Regions from separate parts of the Mus musculus genome. Here regions 1, 3, 4 and 5 are each linked to region 2. Evidence: chromatin contacts called from public HiChIP or PLAC-seq and promoter capture Hi-C data. All regions are on one chromosome and are shown on one strand. Each heading gives the region's core, a stretch centred on a gene start, on an enhancer-like site or on the middle of the called end of the contact. The rest is flanking DNA. Distances are from core to core; before and after follow the strand shown. Region 1 holds the start of Foxd1 (forkhead box D1). Region 2 holds the start of Tmem171 (transmembrane protein 171). Region 3 overlaps Gm21976 (low-density lipoprotein receptor class A domain-containing protein 1). Region 4 holds the start of Zfp366 (zinc finger protein 366). Region 5 has its middle 5.2 kb from the start of 2310020H05Rik.

Region 1 (3,602 bases), core at 774-3,273, 340 kb before region 2:
CAAATCCCCACATTCCTCGCCCCCCGCCAGTGACTTTAAGGTAATTTACCACGTTTCCCCAAACATTTCCAGGAAACAGCCCTTTAACCCTTTGGGGGCGATATTGCAAACGGAACATAAGCTCTCAACTCCCAGACCCTTCTAGGACAGACAAATTGCAAATCTTGAGCAGAGAGATTTTCCTCTAACGTTACTAATAACCTGCGAACAATTCTTCTTGTATTCCATCTTCAAATACGTTTGTACGCAGCAGCCCTCAGCACTGCGAAAACCATAGTGTTTATTTAGATATCGGGCAAGCACTAATAAAACTTAAACTTTTGATGTAAAAGTGGACTCCTTGGTTAGGACGCCTGTCTGCATCAACAAAGCATTCGCTGCCTGATTAATGTTGGCGCAGGTTAATCAGAGCCCATTACAATAATTAGATGGTCCAGTCATACATCAAATGAGAGGCAATGAAAATCAACGCGTTCAGATCGCAAGGCATTCTCATAGATCTTTTAAAGATCTCTAGTAGACTTTACAGACCATTTACAAGTGGAACTGGTGGTTACCCATTGGAGAAAACGAAATCTGATTTGAAAAGAAGTATTAGATGGGGCAACAGCTTATTTTTGTGATGAATACCAGTTAGAACAAGTCACTTCAGGAAGTAAGAAACACTTGGTTGATACAATGACACACAGAGCATTTGAGATTGTTCCTAGAGAAAGCCATTGAATTTTTATTCAGTTCTTGGCAAATGGCGATTTTAACCAGAAAGTTAAACTGGTAAGGCAAAGTTCCCTATTTGAAATCGAAACATCTCAGAAAAGGCAAACATCCAGAAAGCTAGGCTATCAAAATGAATTCGGATTACACAATTATTCGGATTTCCCGCCAGCCAGAACAAAACATTTAGCTGGTGGTAAACACAGGTGACCTTAAAACAGAATAATACTTTAATCATCCCTATTAGCTTGCCACTTGGAAGAAAAATGAATCGAGTGGAGTTGCATCCTGCATTTAAAATTTAAAAGTCGGGTTTTTTTTTAAAAAAAAGAGTATAAAAAGCATTTAATGTATTTTCCAAAATAAAAAATTGATCTCAAAGTTCATCTTTGCTACTGTCCTTTCTACTATCAATCCTTCCGGAACAACACTGTGTGTAAGTTATAATAATTCCAGTATTTAGAAAGTAGTGTGAAATGCTCCTTTAGAAATACCTTTTATTGAAAAGTATAGCGCTCTTTTTCCTAACATCTCAACAGTGTTTGAGTTGCTGCTATGTGTAATTTCTGTGTGTGTTTGGGTTTTCATTACAATTTTCTATTTCTTTTCCTCATTCAACCATTGCTTGCTCTATTCCCATGGAATTTGTGAGATGCTCTCATTAGAGTGGCTTAGTTTAGCTGTCAAGTCTCTAGGGCATTCAATTGCAGATAAATGACCAAAACGCCAGCCTAACCGCATTTTTATTAACAGATGGCGGAAAACAAACGTCTTTGGAGAAGAACCGAAGGGAAAGGGTTAAAGGGTCAATAAACAATTATTACCGTGCTCAAAATGGGGGATTTTTCATCAGATTCCACAGGCGGAGACTGGCCCAGTCCAGAGAGCTGGGACACCCTACCAGACTCCCTCGCTCAATATTCCAGTGAGCACCTCACACATAGAGCAGTTGTCCCCAGTGGGATGACTCCTACAGGCCACTGGGTTGTCCAATCGAAGCGTCCCCGGAGCGCTTGAGATTAGGGTTGAGGGCTAATCCGGGAGAATAAGGCTGGGGGTTTGAACTCCTGTAGCTCTCGGGTCGGCTCGCGGCTGGCTAGGGTGGGATTCAGGATAGCCAATATCTTGGCAAGAAATAGTGGGCTTCAGTCTCCAACTCTTGCTGCTGCCCCTCCTGCGGGTGAACTTTCTCTTCCTACACGCCGATTCCCTCGCCTTTCTTTTCCTTCCCTGGGCCGCGCTCTGACGTGCACACCATGTGACAGGCCCCCTTCTGCTATAAGCACAGACAAGGTCCGCCCTCTTCTGGACTCAGCCCTGGCCTTGCCGAGCTCCGTTTCTAGATTCTCACTCCTCCCGCGCCCTTCTGGGCGCCCGACACCGACTGGCCCGCCAGGGTCCAGCCACCCCCTCCTGGACTAACCGGGCTAAAGGGACCACAGTGGAAAAGGTCAAGTCTAGAGCGCCCGCCACCCGGTGCCCGCCGAGCCGGGGAGCGCAAACACCTCGCACAGCCCTGCTCGCCAAGTAGCGGAGCGGAGCGGCCCCAGCCACCTCCTGCAGCCGCGCGTCGCAGAGTGGCGTCCTCGCTCCGGGTCCGCCGCTCCGGGATCGGCCTGGGGAGGCCAGGGAGCCGGGAGCCCGGTGCCCCTATGTGCCGCCGCGCCACCGCGCCGCCCCAGCTATGACCCTGAGCACGGAGATGTCCGATGCCTCCGGCCTCGCGGAGGAGACAGACATCGACGTGGTGGGGGAGGGCGAGGACGACGAGGAGGAGGAGGACGATGACGACGAGGGCGGCGGCGGCCGCGGCGGCGGCGGGTCCCGGTTGCCGAGCTCGGCCCAGCGGCGGAGGCGCTCTTACGCCGGGGAGGACGATCTCGAGGACCTGGAGGAGGAGGACGACGATGACCTGCTGCTGGCCTCCCGGCCCGCCGCGTCCCCCGCGCCTCCGGGTCCTGCGCCCGCCCCGGGGACCGGGTCGGGCGGCTGCAGCGGCGCCGGAGCGGGAGGCGGCGCGGGAGGTGGTACGGGCGCGGGCACGGGCGGGGGCGCTAAGAATCCGCTGGTGAAGCCGCCCTACTCGTACATCGCGCTCATCACCATGGCCATCCTGCAGAGCCCCAAGAAGCGCCTGACGCTCAGCGAGATCTGCGAGTTCATCAGCAGCCGCTTCCCTTACTACCGGGAGAAGTTCCCCGCTTGGCAGAACAGCATCCGTCACAACCTGTCGCTCAACGACTGCTTCGTCAAGATCCCGCGCGAACCGGGCAACCCGGGCAAGGGCAACTACTGGACGCTCGACCCGGAGTCCGCAGATATGTTCGACAACGGCAGCTTCCTGCGGCGCCGCAAGCGCTTCAAGCGCCAGCCGCTACTCGCTCCCCACGCGGCGGCCGAGGCGCTGCTGCTGCGCGGTGCGGGGCCGGCGGCGGGCGCAGGGGACCCGGGCGCCGCGCTTTTCCCGCCGCCGCCGCCACCGCCCGCCTGCGGCTACGGAGCCTACGGCTGCGCCTACGGCCTGCAGCTGCCACCCTGCGCGCCGCCCTCCGCGCTCTTCGCTGCCGCCGCCGCGGCAGCCGCCGCCGCCTTCCATCCGCACTCGCCCCCGCCGCCTCCTCCTCCTCCGCCGCCGCCTCCCGGTGCGGCCGCCGAGCTGGCGCGGACCGCCTTCGGCTACCGGTCACACGCGCTGGCTGCCGCCCTGCCCGGCCCTTTGCAGGCGGCCGCAGTCAAGGCGGGAGGCCCGGGCGCCGCAGCGCTCGCACGCTCGCCCTTCTCCATCGAGAGCCTCATCGGGCGCACTCGGGGTCCCGCGGCCGCCGGGGCGCACGTCTCGTCCGGGGCCGCCAGCGGGACCGCCCCGGGACCCGGGGGCGGGGGTTGCG
Region 2 (3,555 bases), core at 121-2,620:
GACAGTGTCCTCAGGTAGGCGGACAGGTGGCAAGTGGCCGTCAGGCACCCTCCTCCACAGTGCCACCTACTTCCACAGAGGCCTAGACACAGTAAACAGAGAGTAGTTACAAAGCACAGAAGGCTAACAAAACTTGCTGGGAAACCAAAAGTGGAACTAAGTGAAAAAGCACCTTCCACGAGTCGACACAAGGTCACGGTGGCACACACCATTAATGGGAGACAGTGGTAGGAGGATCTCTAAGCTTGAGGCCAGCCTGATCTACAGAGTGAGTTCCAAGACAGCCAGAGCTACGTAATAGAGAGACCCTGTCTCAAAATAAAACAAAAACAAAAGAGTATTATTACCTGACCTCGCAAGCAATGGTTAAAGGGCATGCTGGTTCACACAGCACTGATCTTTGAACCATTGACCTTGCCTCAGTCTGGTAAATGGGAGTACAAGACCTCACTGTAGCTCTCACGAACACAATCCAAAGTCAGGAAGGACATAGTCAAACACAGAAAACTTTCAAACATATTCTGCCATTCACATTCATGATCCTCTGACGGAGCTCACAGCTGCAAGACCAAGATCATCTTGCCAGGCTCGTGGGTAAGGAAGGTGAGTTTGGGTGATGGAAGGAGATGGGTGACATTGCTGTCCTAGGAAGTGCTTTTCCCAGGGAGAGTGTGATAGAATCAGAAGGAAGTGGAGAAAAAAAAAAGAAGAAGAAGAAGAAGAAGAAGAAGACGCAGAGGAGTGAAGGATGCATTTCTCTCAAACTTGCAAAAGCCACATTTCATGGTGATGCTAAGATGGAAGACTTAAAGCATCCTGCTAATTTAAAACACATCTTCCCCCAATCACATAATCCCACCGCTGCTTTAACTCACTGGGTTTTTTTGGTGTCTTCAGCTTTGTAGCCAGTCGCTGAGCTTCACCTGTTTTAAGGCAAATTCTCAAACACCAACACAAAAACAGTAGAAGCACCGAACTAGATTTGTACTTTCTTTCACTCCAGGACACCTACTAGAACATGTTTGTCCCTGATCCAAACTAAGGCGAGGATCGCTTCAGCGGCCCCCTTAGGTGCGCTCAAAACACGGACACCCAGGGACAACCAAATAGATGGGAAATTATATACGAAGCCGAACTTTTTCTACTCTAAACTCAGTTTCCTCACAAAGCCAAATCTGCCCTACTAAACGCTCCTTTGCATATTCCAAAAGCCAGACCCAAATCAACGGCACATCTCTTCATCCAAAGCTCTGGAGGGTTGGCAAAGCAAGGCCTGGAGAGGAGAATGTCTTTGCGGGGACTCAGGAGCAGCTGCCTTTCGGGGAGCCCCTTACCTGCGCTGCTGGTCCTGGGACTCTCCGCCACACCCCTGGCTCCACGCACACCCTCTCTGCGCGTCCGGGCGCGGAGGGCGGGCCTCCTCCGTGTGCAGAGAGCCAGGCAGAGCCCGGCTCGCGGGTGCGGCGGCCGGGCAGGGCAGGGCAGGGCTGGCCGGTAGGATCTGGCCGCCACCGGGCGCTGCCCTCCTGAGGCACCGGCGCGCCGCTCCGGAGCACAGAACTAGGGTCAGCTTCGCGGCCCTGGGACCATAAGACTTGGCAGTGCAAGCGAGGGATCGACGTGGGGGGCGGGGGGGAGGCAGATGGGCACGCTCCACCAAGTTGTGGGTGCCAGCGAGTCCAGCTGGGGCTGCGTGAAGTGGCGACACGGAGGCGGGCATCTGAGAAAGGAGCTGGTCCCTTAGCAGCCTAGGTGCAGCGCTCCGGGAGGGGGAAGGGGCCGGCTGAGGAATACCTGAGCCCCGGGGAAGAGCAACAGGGAAAGTCGGGCCACAGTCCACGACCAAGCAGCCCCCCACCCTCAACCCCCGCCATTCTGCCGCCACTGCCAGTCCGAGGGCAGGTGGCCCTTCTACTATACTACTCTGAGACCTTGACGGGAGTCCCGGGACCTAGAACCTCGCAGGTAGTTTTCTACAAGAGGATAATGGGGACCCCCAGGAGTCCCTGAAGAGTGAGGCCGGGGACCTTGTATGCTAACCATTCAACATGATAGCCTAGCTCGTAGACTGAAGCTTATACCCAGCAAGTCCTGTAGTGGGTCACCCCTGTCCCTTCCTGGTCATATATATGCATGCAGCCCTCCTTTGCCATAAAGCACCCTTCCTGGAGCTCTGGAGATTAAACTGTTAACTCTCCCTGCCCTTGAACGGAGTGTCTGATGGGTTTGCTAATCCCCATGCTATTTGTAACCTGCCCCGTGACACTTGACAACTATCCAACTGTGCTAGTTTCCACACCAGAGGTCAGGCCACTGTGAGAGGTAAGTCAAGTGTGCTCTGGACCCAAACACAGAGGCACCCAGAGCTCTGGGGACTTTCCCACCCTTGCCTTTTCTCCCTAGCTTCCTGTCTCCTTGAAAGCCCATCCATTCTTGTTAGCTTCCTGATGGATGAGTTAGGCTTGGTAAGCAGAGGCAAAGAAAGGGGTCACGGTGGGGTCAAAAAGGTTTGGGGACTGGTGGAGTGGGAAGGGTAAGATGGGGGCTCACCAGGGAAGCACATAGCCATGGGGATGTGGTGGGCACACAGGTCTAGCGGGCCAGATGTGGGCTTTCTCACAGTCAGGGTGCTCTGAGCATGGGGTCTCTAACAAGGCAGACTTACATACTGGCTAATATCAGTATCCAGCACCCAGCTGGCTCTGCAGGGAGTTCCTGCCTTCATCTTCAGCCCATGGTCCCCTATTGTGTGTCTTCAGGTCTCTGGGAAGGTTGGGGTCATAAGTGGATGGGGACCTAGCAAACCAGTTCATTAGGTGAAGGAACCGAAAGCCCCACTATATCAGCTTATACGGCGCCAACAGCCAGATGTTCTGAAAGCAACATTCTCTGAGTTCGCCTGTCACCCAGAGAACACACATGCTGTGGACTTGGAAAATGCTTTTATTACATGGTCTTGTGATGCCGGGGGAGAGACCTGTACAGACCCATAAAGGAACTGACCCAAGGACATTGCAGTTATCCGTGTCTTGGGTGGGGATATCTTGGTCAAAGTGTCAAGATATACCAATCATGCTCTGGAAGGGCACCAAGATATGCCCAGTTCATGGGTGGTGGACTAACAGCGGCTATTGCACAACAGCGGCAAGCCCTGAGCTTTCTAAGAACTCAGGCCTTCACATAGGATTAGCCCCCTCTGACCCAGGCCTGCTAACAGCTCTGCACTGTGTTAGATGGGTTCCGTGTCCACTGCCCACCACTCTTCCCTTCCCTTTTATTTGAAAGTCAGTCTCTGGCTGAGTCCTGTGTGGGCCTGTTGATACAGCTGCCCCTCTGGTGCCACATGACTGCGGGCTCGCCACCCATGACAGACTTGAATGTCCTGGCACCAAGGACAATCAGATTAGCTTCCCCTTGGAATAGCCACTGTTTGTGTCTTTTGGAGCCAGCTTGACTATATCAAAGCCTTGGAAACTGATTATCTGTCAAGAATGGCTTCAAGGTGCTGTCTTCAGATCAGGCCTAGTCTTGGGAGAGAGGTGGGAGGGGCAGCAT
Region 3 (3,881 bases), core at 169-2,668, 400 kb before region 2:
ATAAACATCCCAGCCACAGTAAACAGACAGACAAACGGACTGGTGCACACACCTTTAATTCCAGTGCTAGGAAGTCGAGGCAGGCAGATATCTGGGAATTTAAGGACAGCCTGGTCTACAGAACAGAGCTAGTTTCAGGTAAGCCAGGGCTACATAGTGAGACCCTGCTTATATTAATTAATTAATTAATTAACTAATTAAATACAGTTTTACATGATCCTTGAGAAGATGGAGTCCTTTAATTTGGAAATCCACTTTAGTTATCTATTCATCTGCTCATTTATCTTATGAATGATACCATTTACCTTCATGTAGCCAGATAGTGGTGGTGCACACCTTTAATCCCAGCACTCTGCAACACAGGCGGAGGCAGTCGGATCTCTGAGTTTGAGGCCAACCTGGCCTATAGAGTGAATAGACCATGACAGCCAGGTCTACACAGGAAAGCCTGTCTCCACAAAACCAATATAAACAAACAAACAAACAAACAAACAAGTAAAATATTTACATAGAAGATTTATAACACAGTGAAAAGAAATGGAGCTTTAAAATCAAATATCTGAATCAAACTTCTGTTTCTCATGGTGTTTTTAAAGTCATGGTTTCCTCTCTTCAACAATAAAGCTAGGGATCCATCTTGGCAAGGCTGTTTTAGGGATTTGAAATAGTGTACGAAAAGTTACTGGCATACAGTAAGTACTCAATGAAAGGAGTGTGGTTGTGACCATCTTTCTATTATTATATCACTGTTGAGCCAGACAAGCCTAAGTCCAGTTTGCACATTCACCTAATGGGGGTGTTTTATCCCTAAGGCTTTGTAGATTGACAGATACTCATTCTCACTAACTTGGGGTTGACTTACACTGGAGGAGGTCTCAGTCTCTGACAAAGACTTTCTCTTTAAGCCACCACAGTCAGGCTCACCTGATTCTGTAACTAGGCCCACTTCCTTGGCCTCTGCCTGCACTCTTAGATATTGGTCTATGTGGAGAGACACCATGGCCAAGGCAACTTAGGGAAGGAAGGCATGGCACCGGAGCAGAGAGCTTACACCTCATCACAAGCACGAAGCAGAGAGAAAGCTAACTGGGAACAAAAGCCAGTGACAGCCCCAGTGATGTACTTCCTCCAACAAGGCCACGCCTCCTCCAACAAGGCCATGCCTCCTCCAACAAGGCCACGCCTCCTCCAACAAGGCCACGCCTCCTAATCCTTCTCACTTAGTTCCACCAACTGGGGAGCAAACCTGCAAACATATGAGCCTCTGGGGGCCATTCTCATTCATGCTGCTACACCTGCTAAGCTCAGTTTCAGCACAAAAAACTTACATAAACCGGTTACTGACAATTTACCCGCTGGTCCCATCTGCTGTTTTGCCATGTCATATTGACTGCCCCCCCCCTCTGCTTGCTGGCATCACACACTCAGCTCAGTTCCCAGTTAGCTTTCTCTCTGTAATATGTGGGTGTCTGTCTTTTTTGCTTACTGTAGTTGTCTTGGAAGAAGCCTTCTTCCTTGTCTTAACAAGAGTTCACAATAACTGACCCTTTACACCTCTCATCTCCACGTGTCTCTTTCTGATGGGACAATGCCAGTGTCCACAGAGATACAACATGAACTTGATGTCTGCTACAGTATGGATTTCATTTGTCTCCAAAGGGTCACAGGCTGGGACTTTGTTTCCTGTGGCGGTGGAGCTGAGAGTTTGGGGAGACTTCAGGTCAACTGTGAAGTTCTTAGCACACTCAGGGTTGGTCCATGAGATGGGTTAAGAAAACATGGGCCCTCTGAGCTCTGATAAGAAGAGGAAGTTGCTATAGAAATAAAGGTGATGTCTGAGTGGCTCTGGATTTTTGCTTCAAGATGGGCTCTCTTCCTTTCACATGCACTCCCACTGTTGTGACCTCTGTCTTGTCATGAGGTCCTCATTGGAGCTCGGCCAGTGCTGATGCCATGCCCCTGAACCCCATAGCTAAACGTGTGTGTGTGTGTGTGTGTGTGTGTGTGTGTGTGTGTGTGTATAAACACACAGTTCGTCTCCCTCCAGCACTTTATTGCAGCAAAGTAAAGTGTACTAATACAAGTCTCCTATGTCAGGACATGCCACCAGGAGTGTCCAGTTGATTCTTCTGAGGCTGTGAAGCTGAGCCACCACCAACTCACATACCAAGTGGGCAAAATTGCCTTTCCTATGAATTGAAGGGGCAGAGCTCACTCCTCAGATACAGCTGCCTCCATTGAGACCTCCTACCCACACCCACCTCAGCCTCAGAAAACTGCTGTTCTTCGGCACCCCACTGCCCTCAGCCTTTGTCTCCCTGTAAGTTTCCACCCATCCTTTAACACACCACACTCCAGGGTTCCCTGGAGTCCTCCCTCTGATTAAAACGGGCCTATCTTGTTCTTCCAGTTCCTTCAGCCTGGCTGAGTGACTCACCAACACATCTGACAGCTCTCTCTTTACTGTGAATGACTGAGGGTACCTCCAGGATCGGCTTCTCATACTTATATGTGCTGGGAACCGGGACTTTTTTGCTGACGATGAATTTTAGAGCCTTACCTGTCTAATCCTGTTTTCCAGGGGACAACAGTGATCTGGGACACTCGTTAAATATGCATTCGTGGGCATTGCCCCTGGATGCTCCAAAGTTGGGTGGAGGCTCTAGAAGTGTAAGCTTTATAAATACCCATCGGGGATGCCAGGGAGTGCTCCCGAAGGCTCAGGTGTGTTAGGAGAAGGGAAGCAGTACAAAAGGAAGAGGGGTGGGCTGGGTAGCCATTGCTGGAGGTCACCCAGCTTTTCCTTGGCAGACCCAAGTCCAGCAGCAGGCTTCCCCATCCAACAGAGCTTGGTTGTGGAAACCTGACTGGGACAATGAAGGAATAGAGACATGACAGACACAGGGACAGAAAAGCTGGGGGTCTGATGGAGGTGCACCAAAGAGAACGAACCAGAACGAACGGCAGCACATCTGCTATGTACAGCGCAGTGGAAGGGGTTAATTGGTTTCAGTTGGAGGTCCCTATAGAGAAGAAGTCTTCGTCTCTGGGTGTGTATACTGCCAGCATCGGCGCAAGGACCAGAGAAAGGTTATGTCCATTCCCTGAGCCCAAGCCCCAGTGAGTCTGCGTATTGTCCCTTGCCAGCAATACACATTTGCTTAGGCTCTGATACTAACATTCTTGTTTTTTGGTTTTGGTTTTGGTTTTGGTTTTGGTTTTTTGAGACAGGGTTTCTCTGTGTGGCCCTGGCTGTCCTGGCACTCACTTTATAGACCAGGCTGGCCTCGAACTCAGAAATCCGCCTGCCTCTGCCTCCCAAGTGCTGGGATTAAAGGCGTGCGCCACCACGCCCGGCTGATACTAACATTCTTGTGCTTCGTTGGGAACTCTGCATTGAGTCATGCCTCCAACAGTCTGGTCTTCCACGTTTGAGACAGGATGGTGGTAGGCCTATGGGATTCAGCTTCCCTGAACTCTTGCTATGGGGTCTGTGTCCCTGAGGTGAGCTTGAAGTATAGCATCACTTTATCCAACTGGTCTCGGGGCCCTCTATGTGTAAAATAAGGCAATTCTACTACATTGGAGCCAAAGCTTTTCTCAGAAGGAGCTGCCAAGCTTATCTGAAGGTGGGCTTGCAGTAAGAGAAAAGTTAGGGCTTATGTTACTGGAGAAATGCTCGCTTTCTCTAATGAGGCGCCCTCTCATGGGAAAAGCAAGCAAGGGCCCTCCCCTGGTTCCTCAAACCCGTGTAATCAACTGGTTACTTTGAGCTCCTGGGAATTATTGTGGGTCCGTAATTGCCACCGTTGCCATCATTTTTAACTTTATTATGTTATTCCAATGCACAAAACCATAAATATCATGCCTCCAGATGGCTA
Region 4 (3,471 bases), core at 272-2,771, 490 kb after region 2:
GGACTCTGAACTAAGCCTCACTTTCTGTGAACCCACCTTTCCTGAGGCAATCCATGAGGTTTATAATCTCCACCTCATTTTTTTTTCAATATCGAGTAAATCAAGGAAGCAGCTTATGACCAATGTTTCTTGTGCCACCACAAAGAACCACACAACTGCTGGTTCCTGTTTGTGGTGACAATGGTCTCAACTGAATGAATGGAGGGTACAAGATTCACAAAGCTAATTAGATGATTTGGGCCCAGCTCCCTCTGTCAATGAAGCCATCACTCACAGAGCCCAGGCTTGCCCACCGGGCTCCAGCTCCCTCTGTCAGTGCATGTATCTCCCTAAAGAGCCCAGGCTTGCCCACTGAGCCCTAGCTCCCTCTGCCACTGCAGTCATCCTTCACAGAGCCCAGGCTTGCCCACTGGGTCCCAGCTCCCTCTGTCACTGCAGTCATCCTTCACAGAGCCCAGGCTTGCCCACTGGGTCCCAGCTCCCTCTGTCAGTGCATGTGTCCCACAAAGAGCCCAGGCTTGTCCACTGAGCCCCAGCCCCATCTTCAGTAAAGGATGCTCACCCCAATTCTTCTGCTCCCACTCGGCTTTCCCCCTCCTCTTTCAGAAACAGAGATTGATTTATCTAGGACCTCAGATGGTTCACAATATTCTCAAAACAAATTAGCACCCTCCCTCCAGTGCTCCTGAGGTGACTACATCCAAGAAGGACAGGACAGTGTAAACAACAGTCGGAATTAACTGTGGCTGGCAACGCCACACTAAGTGGCTTCTTTTCCTTTTTCGTCCATCAGCAAAGATGGAACCGGACTTGGCCCAGCACACAGAGCCCAGTGAGCACTGCATAAATCTGCTGTTTGACTGTGAGGAACTTGAAGAACCTAGAGCCAGGCGAGGAACTGGAGCAGTGCTGGGGTTTCAAAGCAGCTAGGAAAAGTCAGAAGGCCTGGGTGGCCAGGCACTGTGCCCTTTGGTAAAGGCTGCAGGTTCCCTCTTGGTTAGCCCAGCAGCCCAGACTTTCCCTCACTGAGAGTCAGAGTTGACACGACATGATTTGTTCCTTTTGGGCTGTGTCAGTTCTGTAAGGCAGACACCAGAGGCTGCAACCAGGAGAGCCTGCGTTTGTTTGGACAGGACAGAGCCACTCAGGGGTTTTCATGTCCTGAAAGCTCCCAGGGCAGAGAGTATATCTGGGGAATTCGTTTTTGTAAAGATTTTCTTTCTTTCTTTCTTCCCCCTCCCCTTCCAACATTTTGTTTAAGAGAAAATGAGATGTCTATCTTCTGTTTCCTTATTTTTTTTCAGGAAAGCGAAGGGTTGTTGACTTCCGCCCTCTCCCCTCCCTTCCTTCCTTCTTCCCGAAGGTACTCATCTGAGAAAAAGAGAACGGGGTATTGTTCCTGTTCTCCTTCTTAAGTCACTTGAAACACTGTCCCTGCGAGTCCTTTAAGTTCCCTGCAATCGGTACACAAGAGAAAGAGGGAGAGAGAGAGAGGGAAAGACAGAGACAGCCAGAGACCAGGTAAAGCGGTGGGGGCTGCTGCCTCTCAGCCCTCAGGAGCTGGTAAGTGACCATGTACTCCTTTCTACCTTCATTTCAATGTCCCTGTGATGGAGACTGACTGGGCATCTTCCACAGAAACCACCTCCCTGGGCTGCTCTTTAATCAAAAGGTGTGACTGATGGGTGGCCTAGAGTGTAAGCTCATGCCTCGTTGCAGAGGAGAATATTAATGCTTTGCAGAGCTGAGGCTTGCCAGGAGTGGAAATGGAATTGTGTTGGGGCTGAGGAGGTCGCTGTGTTAAATTTGAATTGTTTTGTCATAGGCAACTTGAGTTTACTAGGAACCATTGGGACATGTGGTGTGCCCCACTGGAGGGGTCACTGCTCCCAGGACTGCATTCTGAGAGCCCTCTCAGGGTGTCTGTTGAGAATTGTGATTTGCTCATGGAGTTTTGGTATATTTATTGTCTGCCTTGAAGTGTCTTTCTTCTGATTTTTGTTTGTTTGTTTGTTTCCATTCTGTAGTTCACCTCCCCAAAGTGAACTGTTCATGCATGGCTGTTGCTCTGTCCCTGAAGTAGGAGGGAAAGGGAGGGAATACCTCTTTGGAATAGTGCTGTGTGTGGGAGATTTGGGAGAAAGGTGCCCCATGTGGGTTAAATGTAAATGTACTGTCCACTGTCAACTCGGAGTGTCATGCGCCACACAGAAGAAGGCAGGGATACGAGGGCATTGACTTCAGTTTTGGAAATCAGTGTGTGACTGGACTGGAGGATTTAGATTGATTGCTTGTGTCAGGAAGAATGAAAAGCTAAGCCACAGATGCAATTGAAAAACAGTCACCCAGAGCCTGCTGTTCTAAAGCACCAAATAGAACACGGCAAGGTAGTCAGGCTCATATAGACACTATGCCAGCAGCGGTTAAACGTCCGAGTTGCTTCCATTGCGTTTGACAGAGAGGGTAATGTTACCAAGAAGTTGTTATGGCAAGCCAAGAGGGAGCCGGCATCACGTTGTCAAAAATAGGTTAGCAAGGTCAAGCCAAGACTGGGGCACGGCTGCTATTAATAATTTAATCCAGTGAGGTGCTGGATGGGTAGAAGGCAGTGGCCATGCGTGCTTCTCAAACCATTCATTCCTATGGTATAGACGGGTTGAAATCCTCAGGGTATGAGCAGCATAGTAAAAGTAGTTCGACATTTTGAAATTAATTTGGCCAGATCATGTTTTAACCACAATCGCGTAATTAATCTTTATTTGAAACTGAGCTGTCACCTTAATGAAGATGAGACAGTCTAGTAGATCTGGATGATTAATGTAGGTTTGTTATTTATTTTTTAAAAAGAGACTTTCCCTAGAATCCCCATAATACAATGTACATGGAAGAGACAGGATTAGCAGTTGCCCCTTAAGGATGCAACCAAGTGTAACCTTGGTGGCCTGAGGTGCCTGGCTCTTCCCTCACCTGCCCCAGCCACCACATCCCCATGCATCCCCAGGGCAGCAGCGTCCAGGACGGATGTTCTCGGGCATTTTGTATTAGTACTGGCCAATTGCGACCCCAGGAGAGATGCCGGGTGGCACACAATCCTGCTTGACTCCTTTCGCTTTCATTTCTCCTGATATTATTAATGCCATGCACGATGGATGCGATGGGGGACAAACAGCTTCAGGGCCACTCTAAGGATAAGTCAGGTAAAAGCGGGGAGACTATGTTTGCTGTGGTCCTTCCTGGGGGCCAAGACTAAGGAGCTGAGAGTCATGAGGTCATTGCCAGGATGGCTGCTGGATACTGTGGGGGTGGGGGTGAGGTTCAGGAAAAAAAAAATCCTTCACTGACATTAGCCTAGGCCACTGCTACACAATCTATCTTTTCCTCAGCTCCAAAGAGCGAGTTGACATTTGTGGAAATTTCCAGAGTGATTCTTCTCTAGGGACATCATGGGCTCCTTTTTGATAGCATGGGAAA
Region 5 (3,492 bases), core at 838-3,337, 400 kb after region 2:
TGTTTGTTTATTTTGAGATAGGTTTCTCTGTGTAACAGCCCCAGCTGTCCTGGAACTTGCTGTGTAGATCAGTCTAGCCTAGAAGTCAGATCCCCCTAACGTTGCCTCCGGAATCGAGGGATTAAAGGTATATAGCGCCACACGAGGCTTCTTTTTCTCCTCCTTCCTTATTTTTTTTTTCAAATAAGCCCTTAAAGTTGGCATTTTAAAATAAAGATGGAGACTCTATCTTGACATGTAAATGAACATTCTGATGAGTGACTTGGTCACAGCACAGTTGTGTGTGCTCAGTGGAAGATGCGTGTCAGAGTCAGCTGCCCTGGAGTCACGTGACTGTCTGTCTGCCACACAGGTGAGGAACACCTCCTGCCAGCTCCTCCAGCTCCGGCTCCGGGTGCTGCTCTGCTCTTCCTGCTCCTGGGTGGGTGACATGAAGCCACCTGGGAGGAAGTTTGAATGTTACCTCCTTTATTGGAGCCACACAGGGACTGCACTGACTCCTCTTCCCCTCACTTTGCCTCATTCTGCGGGGAGATTCTTGAAAATAATTTATTACCTCTCAAGATGTGAGCTCCCCTGAGGGAGGTGTGAGACAGCTTGAGGGGAAAGGCAGGCCCAAACTGGCTCTTCTCAGTGTTTGGAGTGATGATACACATTCCCAGATATGGTGGGGGTGGGAGGGTGAGGGTGGGGGTGGGACACAGGAGATACCACAGGCCCAGGCTGTCCCAGGAGAGTGCTGTTCTATCCCATCTCTACAGGGGACATGGTGGTTTGGTTCAAAAGATAGTATTGTGTATGTAAACTCACTTTTCAAAGTCAAATAGCCCGCCTAAGACATGAGCCCTGTGGTCGATTTGTGGTTAGCTCTATCTGCACCTCTGAAGTTGAGTCTCTCTCGGGGTATTCTTGTGAGCCATCTCTAGTGAACTTTCTCGGATTTCCTTGCTTAAATGATTAACAGACATGTCCTTTGATCACTTGCATAGCAGTGTCACAATCTGAAAGCAAAGGCCGTTCTATTTTGTGGGAGTGTGCAGGCAGGCCTGGGAGGGAAGAATTTTGGACTCTCCCGAGCTCCTTGGAGGCCTTTGCAGACAAAACACTTGGAGAGCGTCTGGCACACTGACAGAAACTATCTGCCTGGGGCCAGTGCTGAGTCTGTCCGAGCTCAGGGGTCACGTCACTGACCTGACGAAGAATGCAGCTTATCTCTCGGATAATGGAAGAAGATCGATACTATAGTCATGAACAGACTTGAACTTGTCTCTCTCGATTTGAACTCACCCCCACCCCCTGTTCAGTAAAAAGACTCAAAAGTGTATTTAGTTAAAACTGGCAAAGCCCACATAGTTAGGTGCAATTAATTTAGTGAGCTAACCAACATACACCGCTTTACCATAAAGATTTACTGTCAGCCTATGCAGCTCAAATCCTTGGGCTTAGACATTTCCCATTAGTGAACAGTGTTCGCATCAACTCTATATTGGGATTAGTGGTTTTTCACGGTTCTGGGAACTGAACTAGAAAAGAGAGTATTTGGTTCTAATGACATTAAAGAGGACTCAATAGATTGTGTTACTTCATAGATTTTCCTTTGCTGTGGATTTTTTTTTTTTTTTTTTTTTTTGGTTGTTGTTACAAAAGAACTATTTTAGGCTTAAATGTATCCGCTGGCCATTTAGTCTATGGAGACACACCACATATTTAATGCTCTGCTTCATTGCCCGCTGAAAGAAATAAGTGCATAACAAAATGCTTTGAAAAATGCTTAATTTCTCAACTGTTGATTTAATGTGTTACGGTTCAATAAGGTGATGAATCGCTCTGCTCTGCTACCACTGGAAACCAGAAAAATGATCCACACTGGTATGTTGCATCTGTGAATATTAAGTTTGTCAATGTAATTTATGACTAGGCAGGTAATATACCGGTAATTTGCATACTAATTGCTGTGGTGGAAGCCAGACGACTTTAATTCGCTAAGCTAGTCTGTCTAAGCAGAAGCCAGCAATTACCTCTCTGTGCTGGAGAGACAGCCTTGTTTAGGAGGAGAGAAAATGGAGGCAGTCAGGAAGCCTACAGAGCTGCCGGGCCCCCTGCTGGTAGCCAGGCAACACGTTTGCACAGAGGCAGCCTTGTGCAGGACCTGTAGGTGAGAGAATGCCTTTCCTCGCTGAGGCAAGCCGGATTTCCCAACCAAGTAACATTCAGAAAGCAGAAGATTAAAGTCAACGAAGCTCACTGCGAGCAGACACAACCTGTCTGTGTGTCCAGTATCAGAAATCTGAAGGCAGGAAAATAGCCCATTTCTATCTCCTGTAAAGGGAGCTTTCAATACAGGTCTTTTGAAACCAGATTTTATTTTTTTTTCATTTATGTATCTATGTACGTGTCTGTCTGTCTGTCTGTTGTGCAGGTAGAAATTGGAGGGTGGTGGAGGAATGCAGCCTGCATACAGAAAGATGTTGAGCATCCCCACTAACAATGAAAGGAAGAACGCTAACCTCTGAGGGATGATTTTTCTAATAGATTCAGAAGGATGAACGCTTTTTTTTTCCTGTGTAGGGCATGCACCACCGAGTGCAGGGTAAACCTGTATTCTTTAGGAGAATGAGATATTAATAACCCTTGAGATTTTTTTTTTGAATATCCTTAGAGCAGTAACCCTACTTCAAGAAATGCACATCCCAGAGCGTGTATACCACGAAGCCCACATGTTCACTTTTATTTTTATTCGATGTATAAAAGTGTGGTCATTTCAAATGATTCAACCAAGCACAAGGCTGTTAATTGTTACATTTTGGGATGATGATAGTTTGTGAATGCCTAACCAACCGCTCAGCAGGAGGAGGCTGATTAAATAAACAGGTACATAGTGCAGAAAGCTTACGAACATCGAGACGTAGAGCCAATGCACAATGTTTGTGCAGATGAATGGCCATGCCAGGCATTGACGGTGGGGTCAGATGGGCCAGTCTATGAATCAGTACTTGGGAGTCTGAAGCAGGAGGATTGCCATGAGTTTGTGGTCAGCTTTGGCAACAGACTGAGACACTATCTTTAAAATAAAGAAATATGAGTGTGGGTGATTAAATAAACAGATCACAATGTGCAGCAGTGTATAAATGGTATTTTTTTATTCCATATAAAAGGTGAATATAGGAAAAGTCAGGAAGGCTATGTTCTAATGTTTAATCACGTCTACCTTTTTAAGCAGGGGCTCTGTCTGGGTCAACTCTAGGAGAGGACTCTTGGTTAGCTTTCCATGTTGGAATTTGACATGAAGCACCCACCTCAAAGACTATGATAACATAGCACAAAAAGCATTGGAAAATGTATCCTATTTGGGGTTGAAGCTCAATGGTAGAGAATTGTCTAGCACGTGTAAATTTTGGCTTCTACTCCCAGTCCCAGATAATAAATAAATGCATAAGCCATACAATGAGTACTTGTGAACTAAACATTCAACAATTGTTAAGTTGCTTTATT

What was found. Promoter capture Hi-C pulls out the DNA fragments that hold promoters and counts their contacts. HiChIP or PLAC-seq counts read pairs in DNA pulled down with a chosen protein or histone mark.
Region 1: an H3K4me3 HiChIP or PLAC-seq map of forebrain shows a contact between it and region 2, with 4 times the contacts expected there. The contact joins the promoter of Foxd1 here to the promoter of Tmem171 in region 2. A contact is called at or near these places in 5 of 39 promoter capture datasets (cranial neural crest, hippocampal neurons, liver and 2 more), 1 of 15 datasets of contacts at CTCF or cohesin (the NIH/3T3 cell line), 1 of 484 Hi-C or Micro-C datasets (nephron progenitors), 8 of 115 datasets of contacts at active chromatin or transcription factors (craniofacial prominence, embryonic forebrain, embryonic hindbrain and 4 more) and 1 of 9 other capture datasets (pancreatic islet).
Region 3: a promoter capture Hi-C map of hippocampal neurons shows a contact between it and region 2, with 2.6 times the contacts expected there. The contact joins the enhancer-like site here to the promoter of Tmem171 in region 2. A contact is called at or near these places in 6 of 39 promoter capture datasets (3T3-L1-derived adipocytes, the C10 cell line, cranial neural crest and 3 more), 2 of 15 datasets of contacts at CTCF or cohesin (both in the NIH/3T3 cell line) and 1 of 115 datasets of contacts at active chromatin or transcription factors (craniofacial prominence).
Region 4: a promoter capture Hi-C map of hematopoietic stem and progenitor cells shows a contact between it and region 2, with 3 times the contacts expected there. The contact joins the promoter of Zfp366 here to the promoter of Tmem171 in region 2. A contact is called at or near these places in 6 of 39 promoter capture datasets (embryonic stem cells, hematopoietic stem and progenitor cells, pre-B cells and 1 more), 3 of 115 datasets of contacts at active chromatin or transcription factors (all in embryonic stem cells) and 2 of 9 other capture datasets (embryonic stem cells and liver).
Region 5: a promoter capture Hi-C map of liver shows a contact between it and region 2, with 2.1 times the contacts expected there. The contact joins the enhancer-like site here to the promoter of Tmem171 in region 2. A contact is called at or near these places in 4 of 39 promoter capture datasets (HPC-7-derived erythroid cells, liver and pre-B cells) and 1 of 115 datasets of contacts at active chromatin or transcription factors (pancreatic cancer cells).

What each region holds. Positions count from the first base shown.
Region 1 is chr13:98,352,222-98,355,823 of GRCm38.p6, forward strand. It overlaps Foxd1 (forkhead box D1), which reads left to right and starts at 2,024. Exons shown (of 1, transcript NM_008242.2): 1 at 2,024-3,602. The coding sequence starts at 2,399.
Region 2 is chr13:98,693,472-98,697,026 of GRCm38.p6, forward strand. Tmem171 (transmembrane protein 171) reads right to left here and starts at 1,371. Exons shown (of 4, transcript NM_001373965.1): 1 at 1,335-1,371.
Region 3 is chr13:98,293,878-98,297,758 of GRCm38.p6, forward strand. All of the region lies in intron 3 of Gm21976 (low-density lipoprotein receptor class A domain-containing protein 1), which reads left to right. Among named protein-coding and RNA genes, the nearest start is that of Gm21976, 16 kb to the left of the region's middle. Within about 2 kb of position 1,419, at least 22 of the 459 cell types and tissues checked have an H3K27ac peak or open chromatin away from gene starts, as enhancers often do. A contact at or near this core is called in hippocampal neurons, where this site is marked.
Region 4 is chr13:99,183,302-99,186,772 of GRCm38.p6, forward strand. It overlaps Zfp366 (zinc finger protein 366), which reads left to right and starts at 1,522. Exons shown (of 5, transcript NM_001004149.1): 1 at 1,522-1,563.
Region 5 is chr13:99,091,419-99,094,910 of GRCm38.p6, forward strand. No RefSeq gene overlaps it. Among named protein-coding and RNA genes, the nearest start is that of 2310020H05Rik, 5.2 kb to the left of the region's middle. Within about 2 kb of position 2,088, at least 104 of the 459 cell types and tissues checked have an H3K27ac peak or open chromatin away from gene starts, as enhancers often do. A contact at or near this core is called in liver, where this site is marked.